Linked DNA regions of Zea mays: region 1 is linked to region 2. The links are chromatin contacts, called in public Hi-C maps. All regions are on one chromosome and are shown on one strand. Each heading gives the region's core, a stretch centred on a gene start, on an enhancer-like site or on the middle of the called end of the contact. The rest is flanking DNA. Distances are from core to core; before and after follow the strand shown.

The links. A called contact is a pair of places that touch in the nucleus more often than the background predicts.
Region 1: a Hi-C map of leaf shows a contact between it and region 2, with 5 times the contacts expected there. The contact joins the promoter of LOC103629015 here to the promoter of LOC103629010 in region 2. A contact is called at or near these places in 3 of 25 Hi-C or Micro-C datasets (ear and leaf).

Annotation. Positions count from the first base shown.
Region 1 is chr6:13,717,058-13,722,914 of Zm-B73-REFERENCE-NAM-5.0, forward strand. LOC103629015 reads right to left here and starts at 2,725. Exons shown (of 3, transcript XM_020539714.3): 1 at 2,388-2,725; 2 at 1-1,999. The coding sequence starts at 1,935.
Region 2 is chr6:13,234,774-13,240,859 of Zm-B73-REFERENCE-NAM-5.0, forward strand. It overlaps LOC103629010 (indole-2-monooxygenase-like), which reads left to right and starts at 3,346. Exons shown (of 2, transcript NM_001319716.1): 1 at 3,346-4,350; 2 at 4,430-5,350. The coding sequence starts at 3,379. The coding sequence ends at 5,101.

The DNA of each region.
Region 1 (5,857 bases), core at 1,475-3,974, 480 kb after region 2:
CTTCACTAACTCCCCATTCTCAAGACTCATTGTCTGTAGGTTTTGAAGTTTTGTAATAGATTTAGGGAGCTCTTTCACTTTGGTTTTATTGAGGCATAAAAGCCTAAGGTTGAAAAGCTCTCCAATTGAATTTGGAATAGTCTCAATAGGCAAGCTTGATAAGTCTAATACTGCAAGGTACTTTGGTTTGGAGGAAATAGAAGAATACCACACAGATAATGCTCTGCTGGTGTCGAATGTAATTAAGGTGCGAAGCCTGGATGGATCAATGGTTGATGGAATGCCCTTGCTGCATTGGAGCACAGCCACTCGTCGAGAATATGATCCCACTAGCACTGCTTCATTATTTCCACCATAAGTTGTACTGAAACCCTCTCTTTTAGATTGGAAAATGGCAAGTTCACGCACAAGATCATGCATTCGAATACATTTAATCCTACCAAAGCAGTTCCTCTCTGCAACGTGAAGCATGCTCCGTCGTATAAGTTCTTTAAGATAACTTTCAGCAGTGTCTTCTAAGCTGCATGCCCCTTTTTGTTCAATAAATCCTTCAGCTATCCACAATCTAATCAATCTCTTTCTGTGTATTAGATAGTCTTCTGGAAACATAGCACAATACAGGAAGCAGTTCTTCAAATAGTCTGGTAAGTATTTATAACTTAGATTCATAATTTTCTCCACGCGATTAAGGTTCTCATTGTTGTGTAGCTCCCAGATAAGCTGGTCATAAAATAGCTTCCACTCGTCAACATTCTTCGGTCTCAGCGACAATATGCTTCCTATTGCCACAAGGGCTAATGGCAAACCATCACATTTCTCCACAATGTTTATACCACACTGACGCAACTCTGGAGGGCAGATATGGTTTTCATCTTTCAGAAATGCCTTCCTACAAAATACATGCCAGGAATCATCGACACCCAGAGGTTCTACTTTGATCTTACAACTACCCTTAGCTAGTGAAGCTACCTCCTCAATTCTTGTTGTGATTATTACTCTGCTTCCAAGGCCATTATCTACAAGAACTTCTTTAATTTTAAAAAAAACATTAGCCATCCAGACATCATCCAGTATGATCAGGTACTGCCTTTTGTCTAGAGTTTTTGTCAATTGCTCTCTTAGTTCTGCACTATCCATTGTTCCAAGATCAAATTCTATCTTATCTTTCCCGATGAGATCTGTCAGCATTTTCTTCCATATATCTTCTAGTCTATATGACTGAGAGATAGAAACCCATGCACGGCAGTCAAAGTTGGATCCTTCATTTTTGTACACATTATTTACAAGAGTGCTTTTTCCAACGCCACCCATACCCCAGACAGCAATGATCCGAAGTGATGGATCTTCAAATTTTAATGAACTAATCAAGGTTTGCTTATTTTCATCAATTCCTGCAAGCTCCTCGTCGCTGATTGTGTAATCATGTCCAGGAAGATACATTTCCTTTTCAGTTTCATAGCTTCCTGCAGGTATACCACTCCCGCCATCCAAGGGTTTAGTCCAGCGGTCTCTACTTTCCGAGAGTTGTTTAAGCTCTTGCTTTATCTTCTTAATCTCACTAGCAATTTCATCTAGTGAAACCAGACGCCGAGGCTTCTTGGCTATCTTCTTCATGTAATCCCAGCATGATCCCATCTGATCGTGTGTACCAACAACGTAAATAAAATGGTCTACAGTGTCTTCCATATCATAAGCCAGTCTTCGGACCTGCCCTATCCATGTTTCTATCACTTCGCTTTTCCAGCCTTTCCTGCCGATTTCCTTGAGAAACGCCCGGATAAGCTCGAGCTCATTACTAATCAGTTTCATGTCATCTGGGAGTGCTGCCACCGACTCAGACTTCTTTGCAAGCAATGGTTTAGCAAAACTTAGGGTCTCTCCTGCCAGAGCTATGGCAATCTTCTTCAGGACGAGAAGAACAGCAATCTCTGCCATCCCTTCTTATTCGATCAGACTTGGAATAAGGTCAAGGCTCACCTTATAGCATCAGTGCCGCTCCCTACATGAATAGAAGAAATCTGTTACCGAGCAGCAAACTGTAACTGGTCTATAAGATGTAATGCAAAAGGGACAGCTAGTTCTTTTGAAGTCTGATGATCTGCCAACAAAAAAAAAGCTAATTGAAAGTCTGATCAGCTAGTTCTTATTTGAGGCTTGCTGAGAAAGTCAACGCTGGGTCAGATCTGCTACTATACCTTAAGGATTTGCTAAAAGTCTTTGGAATCTGTGGATACTTTTTGGAGTGGCTGGATAGGATTTGCTGAGGAAGTATTCGCATGTTTGCCTACCGGCTACCGCATAGATGGGTAGCAGCAACTAGGAAGCCATTATTTCTCTCTGATACAGAAACAAAGGGGGATGGAAGCAGGGTGGAGATCGAGACGAACCTTGAGTGTCTTGTCAAAATGTGAGCCACTGATTACTCGATCTGCCTACATCCTGAGAGGAGAAGAGATCAGGATAGGCAGCAAAGCAAGGGCATCCATCTGATCCTGGCTCCGAGTACAACGCAAGAGAGTAGTTGTTGTATTGTATAGGAGGAAGAACGGTAGGGTAGAAGGGGCTGGTTTCTGAGAGTAATAATCTGTTCAACCCCTCTCCTCCCTTTCATATATCTTTGCTGACTCTGCTTGCCTCTGAGTTGTGGCTCACCTTGCAGTCACCGTATGAATATGCCAGGTTCGGGTGTACAGACGAAGACCAAACCGTTGGTGGTAGAGTGGCCGCCACTGGTCACTGCGTTGGTGGTCAGTCTGCAGGCCTAAAAAGTTAGAGCAACTCCAAGAGACTAGATATATGGTTTTGTAAAGGTAAATTTAGCTAATATTAAAAGAAAATTGTATCCAATAGACTCTGTAAATGACTCTTCAAATTTAGTGGCTCTCTATTTCTCCATCTTCGCTCTCCAATTTTGGATAGCCTGCTTCACTCTCTATTCAGTCCGTAGGTTTACCGAGTCTGTTGGATTAGCCTACACTTTTTCTCTAAAATCTATTTTAGAGATTAGCTAAATCAGTAAATTTGGCTAGTCTTTTTAGCTAATCTCTTGGAGTTGCTCTAAGCGCCAAAAAAAATAAAAAGGGCCGAAGCCCAAACCGTCTCTTCCCCTCCTCCAGAAAGCAGCCGCCGCCGGAGAGCTTTTAGCATTTGGGTTTGGGTCGTTATTTACTGTTTCTGGATTACTACCTAAGTAATGTTCTTTTTTTTTGAAAAAAAAGAGGCTTAGTGCGACCTCCTGATTTCTTTTTTAAGTAGAAGAAAAAAATAGCTGTCCGTTTTTTTATGAGTTCATTATCGGTAGAAGAAATGTCCTCACCGAATAGAATTGCATTGAGGTACTGTCAATTGTTGCATCCATTTTTGTTTCTCCTCTTGCCCTATATATATATACTGTTATTATATATTATACCTGGGTGCATTCAATATAGAGAATGCACCCAGGCGCCCAGGTGCACATGGTCCGACCCAACCGATCCACACATCCGAACCGACGCAGCGGAACCGATATTGTGCCTTTTCACTTCCCCGCGCCCGACTGCGCTTTTTCCACTTTCCTGGCCCCCCGCGTACGGCTCAATCCATTCTCTTCTCCGGCGACCTAGCCCTCGCCGTAGCCGTTGTGCGCTCGCTCCCGTTCCCGTCTTTGTCCATCTCGCACGCTCCCGCACGCTCCCGCTCGTTCCCAGCTCCGGCCCCCTCCACACTTTTCCGCGAACGGATCCTCCGCTCCCGTCAGAATCGTTTGCTCGCCTGAGACGTAGACCGCGAACGTCGACGTAGCCCGCGCCGGAGTAGTTTGCGCCCGCGCCCGCCGTGTAAGCGCATCCGCTCTCTCTCCCATTTCTCTGTCCCCATTTTTTAGATTTGTTTTGTTATTTTCGGTAATAGACAGGTAAACCCCAATTTTTCCCCAAGTGTTGCAACTAGTATTATTCGTTTGATTGGAATTATTAATTGTTGTATTTTATGCGGATACATTTCATTTTTGAATAAGCAGTTTGTGTTCTAGATTATAATCTCAGATGTTTCCACTTCTTTTGTAACTGCAGTGTACCTTTTGTTGCAACTGGTCCATGACATAAGTTGCAACTGTATAATTTTTACTTTCAGACCACATACATCATTACTGTCTTTTATAACTGTGCTCGTATACAACTAGTTATTTGTTTAAATTCACTGTTGCAACTGTTCCAGTAGTAATTTTTTTAGCAGTCTTGTTGCAACTGGCTTATGTCACATGTTGCAATTTTGTCCCAGTACTAATGTATGTGTGCAGCATTAGTGTGTATTGCAACTATTTTTTGTTCCTATTTTTGTACTGTGTGTTTTAGTTTGTTGATTAGCAATTTTTTGGTTATGAGATCTGTACCATGTGTTTGTGCCCTCATGTTTTTTTCATTCCCATTTTTTCAGTGTTTTTTATAATAGATCAAGATCAGAATGTCACAGGCCAGCAAGGCGCTCATGCTGTCCGTCGCTCTCCCCGTGTTGAAAACAAGAGAAAGCAATTAGATAAAAATGAATTGAAGGAAAGGAAGAAGAGATTAAGGTTGAAAGTCCCTCCTATACAAGACGCCGAAAGTGATGATGAAAAAGACACAGAGTTTGTTCCTGGTGGCGATGGGTCTGGTGATGACAATGTTGGTATTGTTGGTGGAGATGAAAATAAGGGTATAACTAAGACACGAGCTATTCGATGCTCACCTGGGAAGTTTATAAAGCTTGTGAATTCTCTATCTGATGAATTGAAAAGTCAAGTGGTTGCTAAGGGGTTTGGCGGCCTGCTTAGATTCAAGCCACATTTATTGTCGAGAAAGTTGCTTAGCTGGCTGATGCGGAAGCTTAACCCAGAAACAATGAAATTAGAGATTGGTGGTGGGAAAGAGATTCAAATCACCGAACACAGTGTTTGGTGTGTTTTGCAGTTACCAAACGTTGGCAGTGATCCGCCCCCCATGTCTGATGCAGATGCTCGTTCCTTGCGGGACGAGCTGGGGGAGCAAATTTGTGGCAAATCTTATAGACGGATATCTGGTATCAATATATCTGTTATCACTGATAGATTGCAGAAGAGGACTCTCAATGGGGAGCTGGGCCTGAGAGCCTTTTTCATGGCAGCATTTCAGTGTCTTCTATTCTCCAATACTGACACTCGCATCAGAATTGATGATGTGAAGTACACTCAGGACATCCAGAACATGGGCAACAAGAACTGGTGCAAAGCTGTAGTAGACAGGCTGAGCATAGCTGCTCGTCTTTATAGAAAGGATTTTGCGGAGAAAGGCATTAACGCACCCATCAGTGGATGCGGGATCTTTGTAGCTGTAAGCTCAACACTCACATTCAATTTTTGCCCTTGCAACTTACTCTTCCAATTACACAAGTAGTAATTTTTTATGTTTACTGTTACAACTGTCATATGTTACAAGTTGCAATTTTGAGGGCATTTTTTTATTTTGTTATGATAACTTAGTTCACACATTCACATGTATTTTGTAATTTATGTTGTTCATAAAGTAGCAATAATTTTAGTATGAGGCTATTTCAACTGGCTTATTGCACCTGTGCCAATTTGGTTTACTTTTTTTCATTATATGAATTCAACCTAAAATACCCATGTGTCTTTTACCTAATGTTAAAAACATGCAGATGCTTTATGTCGACAACCTGCAACATGGATTAGACACAAGTCCTTTTTCAATCCCTCGATGTGCTTTCTTGGACTCCAAGATGATTGATGCTATAGCAAATATGGATCTCAGGGGAGATGTTCCTCCTGGGACCACTGAGTTTGGACACCTCAGGGTAAGTTGCAAATGATACTCCACAATAGTTGCAATTTGTTATTCATTTATTA
Region 2 (6,086 bases), core at 2,096-4,595:
TACATTACAATTCATGAACCAAACAACACCTAAGTGACTGACAATTTAACTAATAACTACATTAAGACTGACCAAATATATATAAGTCTATTCATTCAGTCTTCCATGACTCTTGGGCTCAGCCCCTGTTTTAGCCAGATCATGCGAAAAGGCTCATGGCTAAGCTTAAGAGGGCAAGGAAAGCGATTCAAGGTTGGCAAAAATCCGTCCCAAACCTAGCAAAGGTGATTGACAAAGTTAAAATGGTCATTCAGCTTCTAGATTTTATTGAGGAAAGCAGAGATTTAACAATCCATGAATGGAACTTTAAAGATATCCTCGTTCAACATTTTTGCAAGACTTGCTATCTAAACAGCGAACCTACTGGAAACAAAGAGGACAAATCAAATAGGCCACCTTAGGTGATGCTGGAACAAAAAAATTTCATGCAAATGCCACTGTCAAACATCGCCAAAACCTCATTTCGTCATTAAAGGATGCCAACGGCAATGTCATCATCTCTCATGAGGAAAAGCATCTATGTTTTTCAAACCTTCAAGGATAGATTGGGTACATCACAGCAAACAACTATGGTTTTTAATTTATCCTCCTTGATTCATTCGGTAGATAATCTGTCAGAACTTGAGATACCCTTTTCCCATCAAGAGATAAATCCGATCATAAAAAATCTGCCAACATATAAATCGCCAGGTCCGGATGGATTTAACACAGATTTTGTTAGGAAATGTTGGTCAGTGATTACTCCAGAATTCTATGAGCTATGTGGCAAGTTCTATGAGGGTTCAATTTGCATGCAAAGCATCAATGGCTCCTATGTAACTCTCATTCCCAAAAATAGCTCACCTGCTTCAGTTGGAGATTATAGGTCGATCTCCCTCCTTAACACAAGTGTCAAAGTGCTGACAAAACTTCTAGCTAACAGACTGCAACGTGTGATCACCAATCTAGTGCATCATAATCAATATGGATTCATAAAGGTAAGGTCTATTCAGAATTGTCTAGCTTGGGCATTTGAATATATCTCTCTTTGTCATAAGTCAAAAAAGGAAATGGTCATTCTAAAAATGGATTTTGAAAAAGCTTTTGATAAACTCGAACATGCGGCCATTATTGACATTCTTAGACACAAGGGGTTTGGAGACAAATGGCTTCACTGGATTTCAATGATTCTAAACTATGGTACTTCAGAAGTGCTTCTGAATGGTGTTCCTGGGCAATGTTTCCACTATAAGCGTGGAGTCAGACAAGGGGACCCCCTGACACCCCTTCTATTTGTTCTTGCGGCAGATCTTCTGTAGTCGATTGTTAACAAGGCCAATGATTGTGGTATCCTCAGGCTTCCCCTTCCGAACGCGTGTGGAGTTGATTTTCCTATTATTCAATATGCGGATGACACTATTTTGGTAATGGAGGCTTGCCCCAAACAACTTTTCTTTCTGAAGGCGATGCTTAATTCCTTTGCTGAATCAATAGGCCTCCACGTCAACTATCACAAATCTAATATCTACCCCATCAATGTCTCAGACCAGAAAATGGAAATACTAGCAAACACGTTTCACTGCAAGATTGGATCAATGTCGTTCACATACTTAGGGCTTCCTTTGGGACTTAAAAGGCCCAACTTGGGTGCTTTCCTCCCACCCATTCAGAAGACAGAGAGAAGACTTGCGACAAATTCTGTTTTTCTATCCCTGGCTGGCAGACTGCAAATGGTTAATGCGGTATTTTCCTCTCTACCAACATATTACATGTGCATCCTAAAGCTACCGAAATAGGTGATTAAGCATATTGATAAATTCAGAAGGCGCTGTCTATGGAGAGGTGCAGATATAAATGCAAAATAACCTCCCCAAGTAGCATGGAAAATAGTCTGCAAACCAAAAGCTCAGGGGGGCTTGGAGTTATAAATCTAGAATTGCAAAACAAAGCCCTCTTAATGAAAAACCTTCACAAATTTTATAACAGAGCTGATACTCCATGGGTCAACATCATCTGGACCAATCATTACAGCAACTCATTACCTTTAGAGAAATTAGTAAGCTCATTCTGGTGGAGGGACATTCTTAAAATTCAAGAATATTACAAAGAGTTAGCCCGGGTGGAGATTGGAGACGGAAAAACAACCCTCCTGTGGCATGACAACTGGGATGGCGTGCGCAAATCTGCAAGCTACCCAGAATTCTGGTCTTTTGCTTCCATCAAAGACATCACTATTCATCAAGCAAGATTGACAGCCTCACATGAGATGTTTCACACTCCTCTGTCTGCTGAAGCATTTGAGCAATTTCAAGCATTACAAGACTTGTTGGCAAATCTCCCTCAACCTGACCAGAGGGACAAATGGATCTGCAATGGCTCCTCCAGCCTATTTTCTTCGCAAAAGGCATATACTTATATGACTGGTAACGAGTGGACTCACCCCATTTTTTCCTGGTTATGGATAACAAAATGTCAGCCTAAACATAAGGTCTTTTTTTGTTACTGCTTAAAGATAAACTAAATACTCGTTCACTCCTCAGGCATCAATCTATGCCACTGGATTCTTATACTTGCGATAACTGTATCCTCCAACTCGAAGAGATGGTACTTCACTTATTTTTCAGATGCAACTTTACTAGAAGATGTTGGCTTCTAATAGGAATCATTCCGCCAAGAACAGTGGATCTACTCAATACTTTACAGAGGATCCGAATAGCATTTAGAAAATACTGTAGGTCCTCCCGACACTAACTTAACATCAAATATATATATATATATATATATATATATATATATATATATATATATATATATATATATATATATGTCTACATTTATTATTATTCATTTAAATGTGACAAAAAAGAGAGACTATATAATTTTGGGATGGATGGAGTACTAATACTTATAATATTACTAGATAAGTACTGGTATAAGATTAATCGTGCCATATAATTTAACATCGAATCCATTATTTGTCAATAATATTTTACCGTTTGGTCTAACAATCGATTCGCCACCAAGTATTTTTTTCACAAATATATATATGGCACGTACTACCATGTCAGCGTTATACATTATACACATAAAATTTGTATACGGAAGAGAAATGTGGTGAAGCGAAGAGATAATTCATGGGAAATAATCCATATCCCCGATCGAGGACAATATATGCAAAGGGCCACCAGAGTCATTATTATTACGTGTAAAACAAAGATGTGCGAGACAGAGATAAGGATGACTCTGTTGTTTGTCGTCATGCTAGCTAGTCACCCAAATTTCCACAAGGTAGAACATATGTCTAGTTCTATTTCTATATAAAGCAGACAAACGAGGTTCCGTTCCATAACAGCAGTCAGCAGCAGGGTTCTTTCTTGTCACCTGGAGCTGGACCTGACGATGGCATACCATCTCATCTCTTCACCACTGTTCCTTCTCGCACAATTGCTCGCCGTCGCCGTCCCTCTCCTTCTGCTCCTGCTTCACCAACGCTCATCAATTCGCCGCCGTCGTCGCAGCAGCAGCAGCAGATCGGCCAAGCAGGGAGGACAGCTCCTGCCGCCTTCGCCCCCGGCGCTGCCCATCATCGGCCACCTTCACCTCGTCAGCGACCTCCCGCACGTCTCCCTCCGTGACCTCGCCGCCAAGCATGGTGGGGACGACGGCCTGATGCTGCTCCGTCTCGGCGCTGTTCCCACCCTCGTCGTGTCATCGCCGCGGGCCGCGGAGGCGATCACGCGCACGCACGACCACGTGTTCGCGTCGCGGCCCACGTCCACTCTCAGCGACGAGATCCTGTACGGGTCCTCCGACATCGCCTTCTCCCCCTACGGCGAGCACTGGCGGCAGGCCAGAAAGCTGGTCACCGCGCACCTCTTCACCGTCAAGAGAGTGCACTCGTACCGCCGCGCCCGCAAGGAGGAGGTGCGCCTGGTGGTAGCCAAGGTGCGGGAGGCGGCGGTGGCGGGCACGGCCACGGACATGAGCCTTGCCATGAACACGTTCGCCAACGATATCATCAGCCGCGCCGTGTCCGGCAAGTTCTTCCGGGCGGAGGGCCGGAACAAGCTCTTCCGGGAGCTGGTGGAGGCCAACTCTGCTCTGTTCGGAGGGTTCAACCTGGAAGACTACTTCCCGGGGCTGGCGAGGGCGTTAGGTTTCCTTAGCAGAAGGCTGTTGTTTCTGCGCAACAGGCGGCGGGTCCAGGAGACGCACAGGAGATGGGACGAGCTGCTCGAAACCATACTGAGCGACCACGAGGGAAGAAGGGGTTCTGTCTCTGTGGACGGTGGTGGTGACTTCACCGACGTGTTGCTCTCGGTTCAGACAGAGTACGGAATGACCAGAGATCATCTCAAGGCCATCTTGGTGGTACGTAGATAAATATATATAAATATAATCCATATTTGATGCATGACATGACAATAATGACAGGCATCATCCTGCGCAGGACATGTTCGGTGCGGGCACTGACACGTCATCCTTGGTCCTAGAGCTCGCCATGGCCGAGCTGATGCGCAACCCACAGCAGATGGCCAAGCTACAAGCTCAAGTTCGGAGGCACACACCGGAGGGGCAGGAAACGGTGGAGGAAGAGAACCTATCCGACATGCCCTACCTGAGAGCCGTGGTGAAGGAGACGCTGAGGCTGCACCCACCTGCCCCGCTCCTCGTCCCTCACCTGTCCCTGGCGGACTGCGTCGTCGATGGCTACCACGTCCCCTCCGGCACCCGGGTCATCGTCAACGCCTGGGCTCTTGGCAGAGACCCGGGCTCGTGGGAGAAGCCAGAGGAGTTCCTGCCGGAGAGGTTCATGGACGGCGGCAGCGCTGCTGGCGTCGACATCAAGGGGAACCACTTCCACTTCTTGCCGTTTGGAGCTGGACGAAGGATTTGCCCTGGCCTCAACTTTGGGATGGCTACGGTCGAGATCATGCTAGCAAACCTCGTGTACTGCTTCGACTGGCAGCTGCCCATGGGCATGGAGGAGAAGGACGTTGACATGACGGAGGTGTTTGGACTCACGGTGCATCCAAAGGAGAAGCTCATGCTTGTTCCCAAGCTTCCTGCTACTGCTGCACCTACTGCAACTGCTCGTCAACTCCATCCTCCAAGCTGCTGACGATCGAAGGAAAACTGCATGCAGCGGGTGTAGAGGACGAGCACGTACGTACGTACAATGCACATGCCAATGGTGAAGTGAACTACACTCTACAGAGATATAGATGGTTTGGAGTTTGGATTCCATGTATATATATATCTATTATTATACTAGGAAAAGATGTCCGAGTGTTGCTATCGTACGGGTCATGTAAACTATGTTAATCTTATGTGTGTGTTTACTTATATAGTAATAAAAAAAGCTATTTTGTAGAGAGGTGATTCTTCTCAGACTAAGTAGTGAGTGTTTGTTTAGAATTATAATCTGTCTAGATTATATAATCCAACAATTTTTTTTAAATTGTTGGATTATATAATCTAGATAGATTATAATCTCAAACAAACATCCCTAAGTTAAATCTAAAAGCACGTTTTTTGGCATAAACTGATCCAACAGTAACGACATTATCCCAATGATCATTTATAGAGGAAACAGATAGGAAAACGTTTTTGAGACGACGAATTTGAAGGGACTAATATTTTGTTGGGGCGAAGGCGAACACGCCACCCTTCGCTCCACGACTTGCGTAGATGAAGGCTGGACCCGCAGAACCCGCCAGGACAGGCCGAGGACGCCAACCGTACGGAGGCCCGCTCGACCCCCTTCGCTCTCGTATGACAAGTCTAAGGCCCTGGCGAAGACTACGGACCTCCCGCTCCCTCACCACCGGGGGAGGCCTATGTGTGATTCGGCCCATAGAGATGGGTCCCGCGTGGACAGATGTAATAAGGGTCGTGTCTGTAATAAAGTTTACTGTAATGGCTGTCTGTAACCTCCCCTCGTGAGAATATTCTGAGGATAAACCATGTACTCGAGGGTCTAAATGTCTTTGACAGGGACAGGCGGCCCCTCGAGTACCTATAAATACCCCCGTACTGTGCCCAGGAACAGGGAGATTAACGAAGCTTTTGGCATTCTGTGTTAAGCTTTGCAAACCCTATCTTTA